2 separate regions of the Bombyx mori genome follow, and region 2 is linked to region 1. Evidence: chromatin contacts called from public Hi-C data. All regions are on one chromosome and are shown on one strand. The core of a region is the stretch at or near the end of the contact, and the rest is flanking DNA. Distances in the headings are between cores, read along the strand shown. Region 1 holds the start of USP (RXR type hormone receptor). Region 2 overlaps USP (RXR type hormone receptor).

Region 1 (7,099 bases), core at 3,597-6,096:
AATTTTTTACACTTTCAACTTTAAAAAGAGAATTTTCTCTTACCTGCTTACCAACTCAATAATGTAAATAAATAATTTAGATAATCATTAATTTTAATAAATTATCTAGACTATATACTAAAGGAGTTTTGTTTCCTTCTAACTTTAGCTAACCATTTTTTTAAATTTATCTTTATAACCAGCTGCTCCTTCAGTAGTGCTGTTTACTTTTAATTTATGTTTTTTTGCATAGATGGCGCTGTTATGCGCTTCCAATAAATCGCCATAGATGGCGTCACAAGGTTGCATTTGTAAATGTTAAATGCCTGATGTCTAGGGATAGTTTTTTTTTTCCCTATCTAGCCGAGAGCCTTGATAAGCTATTTCAGCGTAATCTTAACTAGTAAGTGAGCTCACGGGGCTCAAACCTGACAATGTTGCTAACACGAACCCTAGCAAGAACCATGCTTCGCAGAAGCTACCACCGGATCGGAAACGCGACCCACTGAGAAGATCCGGCGAGAAACTCAGTGGGCTGTGTCTGAGGGCTTATTTACTCGTCGAGCCCTTCGTCGCGAGCGACGGGTTCGACGAGAACGATGACCGGTGCTTGAGGTACCTAAAAGCACCGTTAGTGGATCGGGAGGATCCGAAATGACGTGTTTGGGGAGACGTCGACTGCTTTCCATTCTGTCTGCAGGATCGGAAATGTAGATACCGGCGGCCACGATGAGAGGGTTCTTGTGTCGTGCCGCTTTATCGAAGTGGTAAGGACAGAATTTAAGAGGCTAGCGCATTTAATCGGTGGTAGTAGTGTTTCTTAGTGTTTCCTCGAGCTAGCACTGTTTCCCCATGACCTCATTACGGCACCACGTTGGGTTTCGGCTAAACTGAAATCCGGGGAGCCGTGCATTCTCTTTACACTGACTTTTTTTTCTACCATCAACGCACCCGTGTGCTTGTGCGAGTTTTTTAACTTCTCGATCGCGTAAAAGTTAACTCAAACGGGTATAGATTTGGAACAGCGTCCCTACGTTTGCCGCTATGAGATTGTGACTTAAAATAAAGGTGTGAGTTAAAATAAAAAAGATAAAATACGGACGGAAAGCATTTATACTTCATTATTTTTCTATACAAATATTATAAAGAGGAAATATTTGTTTGTTTGTTTGTATTGAATAGACTCCGAAACCACTGAACTTATTTGAAAAATTCTTTCACTGTTTGGAAGCTACACTATTCCCGAGTGACATAGGCTATAATCTATTTTGCAAAAAAATTGGGATCTTTATTAAAACTTCAATAATATAACCCAAGGTGTAAAAAAATTACCTAAAATGTTCTTTACATCACGTGCCCTGCGAAAACTATTGATGATAGAATAAAATAATGTACCACGACTTTCTAGAACACATTATTAATTACAAAAGGCGTTGCGACAGCATATTATGTCTAACTATTGTAATTGTGCCGCAATAAGTGTTCTTTTATTTAAAAAAATAAAATAACGTCAAATATCGTTGAAATTTTTGTTAAAGACCCGAGCAGGGCCGGAGCGTGCCGCTATTATTGATAAAAAGCTACATTACCTTTAATATTACTTTTAAAGAAACGAGGTTCACTTTTGCACAAAAATACCATTTTGTATAATAATATATTGTCGTCGAACACCAGCTTTATGCGATTACCTTTTTTGCCCTACCTAATCGTTGGTAACCTAAGCGGCTATGCTATGTGCGGTTGGGACGACTACCACGTCATTGCTTAGATGGGTGGACGAGCTCACAGCCCACCTGATGTTAAGTGGTTACTGGAGTCCATAGACATCTACTAAGGTCTCAGTATAGTTTGAACGGCTGCCCCACCCTTCAAACCGAAACGCATTACTGCTTCACGGCAGAAATAGGCAGGGTGGTGGTACCTACCCGCGCGGACTCACAAGTGGTCCCTACTACCAGTAATGAAATCGATTTACATCATACTAACGTCGAAACTGGACTGCACCCCGCTGAAATAGCCTCTCAAGGCTCTCAAGGCTCAAGCATAGGTAGGAAAAAAAAAGGACTGCCCAATAATTGTTTTTGGAGCAGAAACTGTCTGGGTGGCTGTACCTTCCTGGGCCAATGAACTAATGTATGAGTATAGTTATCCTGCACTTGCTTAAATAAACATAGATTTTGAACAGCCTACTTCTTTGACTCTATGCCATGGAAGAGAAGCGGTTGTCATGTTAAAGCTTAGAAAATATATTTCTACAGCAATGAGGCTATGCCGTCTTGTAAATATGTAAAGTTTATTATTTAAAAAAATCATTATTTTTGTAATTCCAAATTTAACGCCGGTGAATGCACGAGATTGTTCTAGTTTATTATCATCGCTTCCTCACGTTTGAAATTCTGTAAACATTCCGAAAATCAACCCGAGTCAGTCTACCGAAAGCTCGCTAAAAAAAAAAGCCAAGAAGCGATCTAGTGATTCGTGACGTCAACGACGACATTGATTCCAATGCAGCGCTAAACTACTGCAGTGCTCATCACATGTGCTGCTATAAACTGTCACTTAATTGAATTAGTTATGACCTCTGTCGCTTGTTAACGTCTGCTTCAGTGTGTATGGTTATGATGCAAAGGTTGGCGAAATAAAACCGTATTTATTCTAAGATCTAAAATAAATATTAGAAAGTCAAATTATGGTGGTAGGACTTCTTGTGAGTCCGCGCGGGTAGGTACCACCACCCTGCCTATTTCTGCCGTGAAGCAGTAATGCGTTTCGGTTTGAAGGGCGGGGCAGCCGTTGTAACTATATTTGAGACCTTAGAACTTATATCTCAAGGTGGGTGGCGCATTTACGTTGAAGAAGTCTATGGGCTCCAGTAACCACTTAACACCAGGTGGGCTGTGAGCTAGTCCACCCATCTAAGCAATAAAAAAGAAGGTCCAAGCTATATTGCGGTGAGTCGAATTATTAGTGGTATTTTAATATGTTTTACCAAACTGGTACGCGGCAGAATGGAGGTGACAACAATAATCACAACACTAATAAATAAATGTCATTGCTCGTGATTGTAAATGCAGCTCTTGTAGTTTATCTATATAAAAATAGTAGAGATTAAATCTAAAATATGATAAGAGATATTTTCAAGAAATAAATAAATATAAAACTGGAAACAAACTACGCACGGTCATCCGGCCCCAAAATTAGGATTCCGCGTGTTATGATTACCAGGAGACTGACGTACATACTTATATGTTTTTATTTTATTTTTTTATTGCTTAGATGAGTGGACGAGCTCACAGCCCACCTGGTGTTAAGTGGTTACTGGAGCCCATAGACATCTACAACGTAAATGCGCCACCCACCTTGAGATATAAGTTCTAAGGTTTCAATTATAGTTACAACGGCTGCCCCACGCTTCAAACCGAAACGCATTACTGCTTCACGGCAGCAATAGGCAGGGTGGTGGTACCTACCCGTGCGGACTCACAAGAGGTCCTACCACCAGTAATTACGCAAATTATAATTTTGCGGGTTTCATTTTTATTACACGATGTTATTCCTTCACCATGGAAATCGATCGTGAACATTTGTTGAGTACGTATTTCATTAGAAAAATTGGTACTCGCCTGCGGGATTCGAACACGTCTTATCCGTTAGGCCACGACGACTTCAAAATATATACGTGTATAGATAATAAACACCCAGACGAATAATACACAAACCTGTTGATCACACGAATGTTGGTCCGATGGTCGAACCCACGACCCTCGCTGCAACAGTCAGAGCCGTTAACTCACCACTGACTCAGTTAAAATATTGTCTTCTTCAAATAACCTTTAGTTAAATTAGGTGGAACAGAACAAATCAGCCTTCTATACTAGACACGCAGCGCGACATCCATTTCAGTAACTCAACTCCGGCACTCGGCTCAACAGCAGTCGCATTCACAGGGGTCCATCAAGGCGCCAGGTCTATTACATGTCTTTTCTAAATCATCTAATCATGCCGCTGAAGCCACCTCCACTCGAACAATCACCTTGAATGTCATTCAAAATATAGCTCATATTCATATATCTTATACATTTGTGTACATGAAATGTCCAGTATATCTCAAGATTATAGTTTAAGTATTAGAGATCAATTAGTTGCCATATGCTGTTAGACGAACCCTTTGATAATAGAATAAGAAGATTATGGCAAGGCTAGGACGTTACATCTACATGAGGCACGGTGAAGCGCTTTGCAGAAATTATCAGCTTAATGAGTTTGAAGACCGTCGGCAAAAATCATTTTGCAGGAGTTACAGTTTAGGTGTAGTTGAGTCACTCCAGAAATATGCAATATATGGAAAACGTTTTTAAATCAGATTACGATGTTGAAATGCAAAGCGCGCTTTGAATAAGAGCCCAAAATGAAATTTAAGATATTTAATGGAAAGCAATTAAGAATCAAGAAACAAATTGGAATCGAATTAGTAAAGTGGAGACCGTGATTGTCCTGTGCTTATCTACAGCAATGAAAAATGTTTTTAGTAAAGTATTGACTAAATACCTACTCTATTCTCAATAGGGTAATCAGAATCGATTTAAAGGTGGAAGTGCTGAAGGAGCCTGTGTCTGGTGTGTGATAATACGCGATGGGTCACATTACATATACTGCATAGGCATAGCACGTGTGATACGATGGGACAGGCATCGCGGGCGGATGGCAGGGTGAGGGGTGCGCAGTCGTGTGCAGTGGACCACTCGACGTCGCACAAGGTCAAGGAGAATGATTAACAACGAAAATACAGCAAAACAAACGGTGGCGTCGAGGGGTACGAGCGGGGAGGCGGCGCGGCAGTCACAGCAGCGACGCCACCCGTATCGGCCGTGAGTCTGGCGCCGCTCGCGACTAACTCTAAAATCGATGCACGATTCGCAACCGGCGTTCAACATCAAGCAGCTATCGTAATTCCACGTAATAATCATTAGAAAGTGACGTCACAATAAGTCTTGTAAACAAAAAAAAAATGTAGTCTTAAAACCGTTCCGATTTTGCTAGGGTTGTCAGTCAGATTCCGTCAGGCAAAATAAATGTGAAATTTTAAGTATCACGTGGATAATTTCAAATGAAACGTATACTGGAGGATGTTTTTATATGTACATGATATACTTGATTGCAAACACTTAACAGTAATAGAGCCATAGCTATTTTACAAAGTGACTTAAATAAAGTGGAAAGTTTCTTTCTTAATCTAGTTAATCTGGTCATAGGTATTGTCTATTTGCCATATTTGTAAATTCGCAGTGCTGTGATTTAACCCAAACTTAGAATAACCAATAAAAATCTTAAGAAAAGCCAATTTCATTAAAAATTCACATTCATAAAGATAAATTGATATCTCCATTCCGATAAAATTTGATAACTTCCAAAAATAAAGCAAAGTAAGGTTGAATTGTGTAAGTAGAATCATAATTACGGACTTCTAGCTCAACATGACTGATATATACATATATATGCAACGTACTAAAGTTGTAATGCCCTTATGTCTTATCTGACACGAGCTATGAAGAACACAGCAAGGTTGCAAGTGTATTGACTCTAGTGTTTTGAATAAGCTTATCACTGCGTTCTATTGCTCTAGTCTCTTAGTTCCATTCATGTGTTCTCTATTTCATTCGTTTGTTATTTTCCAATTTCATCATTTTGACGTCAATGTGATGTAACCGAGCTTCAAAAGCGTGCCAAAGGAGAACCACGGCGAGATGAGAAGATTTGAGACCCATGACTCCGCTATAGTTGCGACGCAATTGTTATACTCGTTCGATTTTGCGTGGTTCCCATAATTCGATCGCAATGTCCATTATTCAAATTGGTTTTTTTTTTTTTTTTTTTTTTTTTTTTATGATTGAAAGTTTACTGGTGGCCCGAAGGCCTTTCCAGTTTCACCAGGACAGGTGGGCGAGCGAGGCTCAGCCAAGAGGGGTGGGATTTGCTAACAACTGCCCGAGCGCCTCCGAAGGAGACCTAACAACTCAAGAGCAATTGTTTCGCGAATGAATCTACTACCGGATCGGAATCGCGACCCGCTGAGAAGATCCGGCGAGCTCAGCGGGCTGATGCATGGGTTAGGTTGCACGTCGACCTCTTTGTCGAGTTCGACGAGTACGGTTACCAGGGTCCCTAAGCCTGCCCCTAGTATTAGAGCTGAAGGCATCTAATGCAAAGGTTATTGGATCTGATGGATCCGTAAGGACGTGTCTAGGGCGTCGACGGTGACTGGCTCCTGCATGATCAGGATTCGGGGAGTAGTCAGCGGCGGCAACGATAAGGCGATTATCATGACGCATAGCCTTATCGAAGTATCGTTCCGACGCTGACTTCATGTATTTCCGAATTGATTCGAGGCCCAGGTCGTCGTGTAGGTCAACGTTCCTCACGAACCACGGAGCTCCGACGGCTAACCTGCAAAAGCGGGATTGTAGAGATTGAAGGGTGTCTATGTGTGTGCGGGCCGCGTGAGCGAACACCACACTCGCGTAAGTCATGACGGGCCTTATGCAAGTTTTGTAAAGTGTCACCTTGTTCCGAAGGGACATTTTACTCCGCTTACAGATCATGGGGTAGAGTCTACCGAGAATAAACGCGGCACGGTCACGGACTGATTTTATATGCGGGCGGAATGTCATCGTTGCATCCAGGGTAACGCCCAGGTACTTGACCTTCCTAGTCCAGGGTATGGGTTGTCTAAAGAGAGTAATCGGGGGTGTGAGATTCCTCCTCCTAATCCGGGAGGAAATCCGTGTGGAGCTTCCCCTCTGAAATAGCACCGCAGTACTTTTCGCTGGGTTGATGTCTATGCGCCATTTTCGGAACCACTGTCCTAGGGCTAGGGCTGCGCTCTGAAGCTTCTTCGCGATTAGGGACTTATTTCTACTAGAATAGTAAACAGTCGTGTCGTCGGCGAATAAAGCTAAATGGGTCGGCGGCGACCGGGGAATATCGTTGACGAATAAGCTAAATAGGAGGGGTGAGAGAACAGAGCCTTGCGGGACTCCAGCTGTGAGAGGTCGTGGGGAGGAGCGGGTTCCCTCGACTCGATATCGAAAAGAGCGGTTCGACAAGAAGTCCCGTATGATGA
Region 2 (7,137 bases), core at 1,889-4,388, 51 kb after region 1:
TGATACTAGTCGACTCAAATATGAAAAGTAAAAACAAGAAAATACAGTTTTCTTCTCGGTTCGTTAACCTATTCCTTATATCTGTTTAATAATTATTATCGTGGTTTAGATATTTATAATACAGAAATTGTAATCCCCACGAAAAAAAAATGACATAAAAATAATACATAAAATAATTAAAGTTTTGATGAGTTAGTGATCATGCTTGAATTTAGATCACTGGGTGAAGACTAGATACAATATTATTGTAAACTAGCTGACCTGGCAGACTTCGTAGTGCCTCAATCGATAAATAAAAGACCTAAACTTTTGTGTAAAATAAATATAAAACAAATAAAGGAATCCGTCCGACGGGGGACACATTAAAGGAAAAACAAAATTGTTATTTTTATATTTAATTCCGAGAACTTTCATATTTATCTACCTTTTAAACCTTCTCTGGACTTCCACAAATAATTCAAGACCAAAATTAGCCAAATCGGTCCAGCCGTTCTCGAGTTTTAGCGAGACTAACGAACAGCAATTTATCTTTGTAACTAAATGTGGATTGTATTTGGTATTAGCGTCAACAGTTCGATTTTCTTAATTGAACTCATTGAGTTTACTCCATTCAAATAGTTAAAGAAGTTTTTTTTCTATACTAATATTATAAAGAGGAAAGATTTGTTTGTTTCGAATAGGCTCCGAAACTACTGGACCGATTTGAAAAATTATTTTTCCATTAGAAGCCGACACTGTTCCTTAATAAACATAGGCTACTTTTTTTTATTTTTTTTTTTTTTTTGTTTCATGTGTGTTTTAATGTTTCCGAAGCGAAGCGAGGGCGGGTCGCTAGTGTCATGATATTTTTCAAAATTTTTTAACTTTAAATGGCTCTCCTGTGAAGCTTTTCGCCCCTCTATATTAATTAGTTAAGTTAGCTAATTAAGTTCATCTGGATATATCACTAATAATAATAATAAAGGAACAGATAAAACCTATTTTATTTTTTGTAATTGACTTAATTAATTAATCTAATTTGAGGTATGGCAATCGGCTGCTTACAAACCCATTGTCAGGGCTCACTTAAGGTTCAAGTTCTTAAGATTCGGTTAATTTGATAGTTGATATTTGCTGATTTTATCTCTTCTTATTTTTCCGTATTGACCAAGTTTTGTTTGGTTAAAAGAATGTTTTATTAAACAGTAATCTTTAATAATCCTCTGGTAATAATAAAATACTACTGGACAAATAATAATACGAATACGAATACTAATGTACAATAATAAGTACTAACGTATTAGTGGTAATACATCCATTTGCATCGGAATTTGCACTAGATTACTATAATATTACTCAACACGGTTACGCCAAAAACTTCCAACCCGTTACAAATTCTATTAATAATAATAAAATAATAAAATACTACTGGACAAATAATAATACGAATACGAATACTAATGTACAATAATAGGTACTAACGTATTAGTGGTAATACATCCATTTGCATCGGAATTAGCACTAGATTACTATAATATTACTCAACATGGTTACGCCAAAAACTTCCAACCCGTTACAAATTCTATTAACGAAGAAAGCACGTAATTATGCCTAGATTACACATACTTATTAAATTGTAAGACCTGACCACATTAAGCTGCGACTAACGCTAAATCTAAAAAAATACTCGCACGCCATCTATCTTGTGTTGATGGTACCACGAGAAAAGCTATTCCGGAAGTGCGAACGATTACTGTACAAATTTTCAACGCAATCGCCCTTTTTTTTTTTTCCTACCCAAGGTCTTGAGAAACCATTTCAGCGTAACCTTAACAATTAGTGAGCTCACGGGGTTCAAATCTGATAACATTGCTATCACTAATCTTAGCAAGAAGCAAGGACCGGATCGGAAACGCGACCCACTGAAAAGATCCGGCGAAAAACTCCGTGGGCTGTAATCGTCCGAATAGTATGGGAACGCATAGAGGGCACACCTAAACATTAAATAAAATAATAATAAGAACTTATGCTCTTATTACTCGTAACTCTAAAATAGACACTGAAATTCATGAAAACTTTTATATGCTTTTATATGCGCCTGCTTCGCATTTAAAATTAACATTATTGTTTATTGTCATTATTATTAGGCAGTCCAACACTCATATAAATATTAGCCTATCCATTAAGTACATGTATTTTCTACATGGATACCAACTTTCAAGTCAATCGGATGCACGGTTCAGTACTTATAACGGAACATCCGTAAAAACGACTGTAGATTTATATATTAGTATAGATTCAGAGAATTCTATAATAACTAACATTACTTTACAAGACCTACAACAGTTTTAATATATTAGATTTAATTATTTTTTTATTTCAACTTCTTATATTTCTGTCTTAATGTTTTTCAGTTCCTCAATGATGAACGAGAGAACGTAGACTCGCGGAATACGGCGCCGCCTCAACTCATTTGTTTAATGCCAGGTATATAATATAATTATGATTATGTTTACTTTTTTTAAAGACATGATTACACGATTAAATGTTCCCGAAATCGAAGACATAATATGGCATTGTTGATGTTTACATCCATTTGGGAACGTGGGATCCACGAAAAACTGGTATTTAAACAATCGATACCTTTTATTTATTAATTTAGGAACTTTGATGAGCTTCAATTAAGGCTGTTTGTGCTTGATTTAAGCGACATTTTTGCAACTTAACAGGAGTGCCATTTAAAGTATAAAATTTGGAAATAAAATCACAACAAAATAACTACTTCAGCTTTTTGGTAGGGGGTAAACTTAATTAAAGTTAAATTGCAAACATCGAACTATTGTTACCAATGCCAAATAAAACGCACCTTTAATTACAAAGATAAATGTCGCTTAAACCAATTAGCTTTTCACTCCTCGATATGAACTAAAAAAAAAAAACTAAAAAAGTCACTACCGACATATTTGTTTGAATATACGCAATGCTTAAACATATTGTGTTTATTGAAGATACGTTAAAAGATTCTAATTTAATTGCCATAACAATTAAAGGTTATGTTAAATTTTTTATAATCTTCATTTTTAATATTAAGAGTGTGAAGTCTTGTGTTATCAGCACTGATTAACTTGTGGGTTAAATGTCAATGTTGAATAATGCACTTATCGAACGTAGAAAGTTGAAATATTCGTTACAGTATGTGATAAGGTGATACTTTTACATGTATAAATATTAATTACTTATTCTAGACGGACGAGACGAGCTCACGTCCCGACTGATGCTTAGTGGCTACCGGAACTCATAAACGTCGTAATATCAATGTCAATAATACTCATCATTGCTTCATGACAAAAATTAGTAAAGTAGTACCCACAGAACTACACAGACGTTACTGCTAATGCCATTAGTATTTCTGATGTACTAAAATATGTCACAATTTGAACAATATCTAGATATAGACCATTCTCTCTTATTCTATTGTCTAGATATTATCTAGATATAGACCATTCTCTCTTATGAAATATGAAATCAAGAATAGGACTTTGTCACTAACTATCGAAATATTTAATATCTACACTTATTAGAAAAAATATATATATGTAGGAACGGAACGGTATGGATGAATGACAGATATAGAGCATAACTGAGTGAGAGAGATAGGTGTTGTGTTAGGAAGTAAGAAAGACAGCGAATGAATGCGGAACACACAGTTTTATATTTTAATTAATAGATGGTTTTTATTTTTTTTATTGCTTAGATGGGTGGACGAGCTCACAGCCCACCTGAAGTTAAGTGGTTACTGGAGCCCATAGACATCTACATCGTAAATGCGCCACTCACCTTGAGATATAAGTTCTAAGGTCTCAGTATAGTTACAACGGCTGCCCCACCCTTCAAACCGAAACGCATTACTGCTTCACGGCAGAAATAGGCGGGGTGGTGGTACCTACTCGTGCGCACTCACAAGTGGTCCTACCACCAGTAATTACTCAAATTAAAATTTTATCGGGTTTGATTTTTATTAAACGATGCTATTCCTCCACCGTGGAAGTTAATCGTGAACATTTGTTAAGTACGTATTTCATTAGAGAAATTGGTACCCACCCGCCTGCGGGATTCGAACACCGATGCATCGTTAGATACGAATGCACCGGACGTCTTATCCTTTAGGCCACGACGACTTCAAAGGGTAGTTGTCGGACGCGACGGCAGACAGACGCGGTGTAACTCTGAAGACGTAAGACGTTTATAATTTAGTTATATAGATTAAGAAAGACATATATATGTAAGCTTTGTGTTGACGTTGACGTTGACAGAGTCATTAATATTTGAGTATGTATCAGATCAGCATTCAACCATAAGAGGGAGCCACAAGTGGGACAATGAAAGAAACGTGTTTTTCGTGTCTCGATCGGAATAAAAATATATAATTAAAATTCATTAAAACTCTTTGTGAATTAGCTTTATTATAAAAGTGAAGAGGACGATTCAAATTTGAATACAAGAATAGTAAACCATGAACATTTAATTGTCGATTCTATGTTTTAGGTTAGTAATTATTTCATTAGTTGATATTTGTTGAGTAAAAGATATCTGTATTTAATAAATAAAACTCTGTTCTAGATGAATCACATAGTGTTTTGCTTTAAGAAGAAATAAAATAGATAATCTTATATATATCGAGGGAAAGAATATTTTTTCAACATCAGACCTAGTGTATATCATACAGGCAGTACTGAAGGGTGTGGTCGTTTCGTTTCCAGGCATGACGCTGCACCGCAACTCCGCGCTGCAGGCCGGCGTGGGGCAGATCTTCGACCGCGTGCTCTCCGAGCTGTCGCTCAAGATGCGCTCCCTCCGCATGGACCAGGCCGAGTACGTCGCGCTCAAGGCCATCATACTCCTCAATCCTGGTCAGTTGCAATAACACACAGCTATTTGTCTCTCTCTCTCTTCAATAGTATGCAGTACCGACTAAGGCAACGGTCGGGGAACCGGGGTAAATTACCCCAAATGGGGTAAAATGAAAATTTGGGGGGTAAAAATGAAACTTTTATGAGTAAAAAGTATATATTGAAGTGAAACTTCTTTAGAATCGTTGTGATTTCAAACTCGATGAAACGTAACGAATAAATAATATTTGTTTTTCAAAATTATCATGGGGCCTATAATATGAAAGATGCTAAAAATAAGCGATTTCGTTTTTTTTTGGGATTCGCCATAGGGTAATATCAACTTACACAAAAATATTTTGGGGTAATAATTAAAAAAGTTCCCCCGATCGTTGGGCTAGGGGGAGGGTGATGGGAGAGATGTGTGCTCTGCACTAAACGCTTCACTCTCCTCCCCCTTTGCCTTTTCCTGAGTTCTGTCTCGTGAGAGGCTCGGACGTGGGTTGTTGAGCGACAGAAGGTTTTAGTTGGTTCGACTCCGACATAGCCCGCCTGCCATCCCCCGTGGAGGGTGGGAGTCCGGCGATTTCCTCCTGACCAAAAAAAAAATGCAGTACCGACTGTGAGCTATTGCTAAAGTTCAACTTTCTCGGCTAGTATCTTCCGCTATATAATTAATCAATGGCAAAGTGGACTGTTATTCCCTATAATATAAGACAGTTTACAGGTTAAATAATAAACACTTTTACGCTCTGGGGTTCGGGATAAATAAAAATTCTACTAAAGTACAAAGTAAAACTGTATTTAACACTTCGAACACTTACAGAGCACTTTACAATTCGTAATTCATTTATTCCGCTGCTTCGCTTCGACTAGAACCGCTTACTAACTGCCTTCGGGTCATCTCTGCAACGCTTTTATACAGGATTATCGTGAAAATTCCTGACAGGTCAAGTAGTTTCGACATGTGTTTCCGCGGTGTGATAATAGATGGCGCTGTTCTTCTCGACATTATTAGTTTTTATGTTCGTTTTTGCTATTCGACGATAGATGGCATTGCTCTTACCGACGTAACAATACTATTACTATTTTAAAAAATCCACCTTCATTCGGTATAAGGATTGTAACGACACCTTATACATACAAATCGGTTCGATCATTTACGAATGTTGGTCTAATAAAGAAATTAACAAACCCTGACAATATTATTTACACAATACAATACTGTACACTGACAACAGTCCCTGCCCTGACAATAATACTCTATTTAAACACGGAAGTCACGTGATAACTTCCACTTCATATTAATTTTGATCACTCGGCTGGCCTCATGAACTGAAGTCAGTATACGTATTTAAAGATATTTACACCTCTTTATTTTTGTTCTTCTCTCAAAGTTTTTTTTCTTTTCGATATCCATAACGCATATTCTACAGAGCAGCTTCAGCTGTCAAATTTAGATTTTTTCTAGTTATCTACTTAGAATAATTATGTCAGGAGATGCAGTGCAAGCCCACCTTAAAATGATCCAAATATAATTATAAAATAAAGTGGACATATGCATGATGCCGTCCCACGCTGGTTACTTGCTCTAGAACTTGTGTTACCTATTTAGAATTTTTTCTAAATGTTTTTTCTTTTAATTATTTCATGTACTTTATTGAATAGCGTAGAAGATGCTTAAACATTTATAAACATTACAATATTTTATTTTATCATTTTCAGACGTAAAAGGATTGAAGAATAAACAAGAAGTGGACGTTCTTCGAGAAAAGGTACATTAGATTATTTATTTTACTGACTTGATTAATCATACATTAGGGCGTTTTGTAGGGCTTTTTATTTCTTCATTTGTCATTTGAGTCAAAGTAATTAGAGTTCACTGATTTTGGGGTGAACTGTGTGAAAGCTTACACAAAATTTTATTAGATTAACCAAGCCATTACGATGTGGTTTTTTATTGCTTAGATGAGTGGACGAGATCACGGCCTGGTTAAATGGGTGTTAAATGGTTACCGAAGCCCATAATCAACTACAACGTAAATGCCGCCACCCACCTTGAGATATGAATTTTAAGGTCTCAGTATAGTTACAACGGCTGCCCCACCCTTCAAACCGAAACGCATTACTGCTTCACGGCAGAAATAGGCGGGGTGGTGGTACCTACCCGCGCGGACTCACAAGAGGTTCTACTACCAGTGATTACGTAAATTATAATTTTGCGGGTTTGATTTTTATTGCACGATGTTATTCCTTCACCGTGGAAGTC

The links. A called contact is a pair of places that touch in the nucleus more often than the background predicts.
Region 2: a contact with region 1 is called in a Hi-C map of midgut, with 2.2 times the contacts expected there. The contact joins the enhancer-like site here to the promoter of USP in region 1. A contact is called at or near these places in 5 of 7 Hi-C or Micro-C datasets (middle silk gland, midgut, an unstated tissue and 1 more).

What each region holds. Positions count from the first base shown.
Region 1 is chr4:6,619,740-6,626,838 of ASM3026992v2, forward strand. It overlaps USP (RXR type hormone receptor), which reads left to right and starts at 4,847. Exons shown (of 11, transcript NM_001044005.1): 1 at 4,847-4,925.
Region 2 is chr4:6,672,568-6,679,704 of ASM3026992v2, forward strand. USP (RXR type hormone receptor) reads left to right here. Exons shown (of 11, transcript NM_001044005.1): 7 at 2,394-2,466; 8 at 4,740-4,889; 9 at 6,594-6,643. Among protein-coding and RNA genes, the nearest start is that of LOC134198750, 7.8 kb to the left of the region's middle. Within about 2 kb of position 3,139, at least 1 of the 8 cell types and tissues checked has open chromatin away from gene starts, as enhancers often do.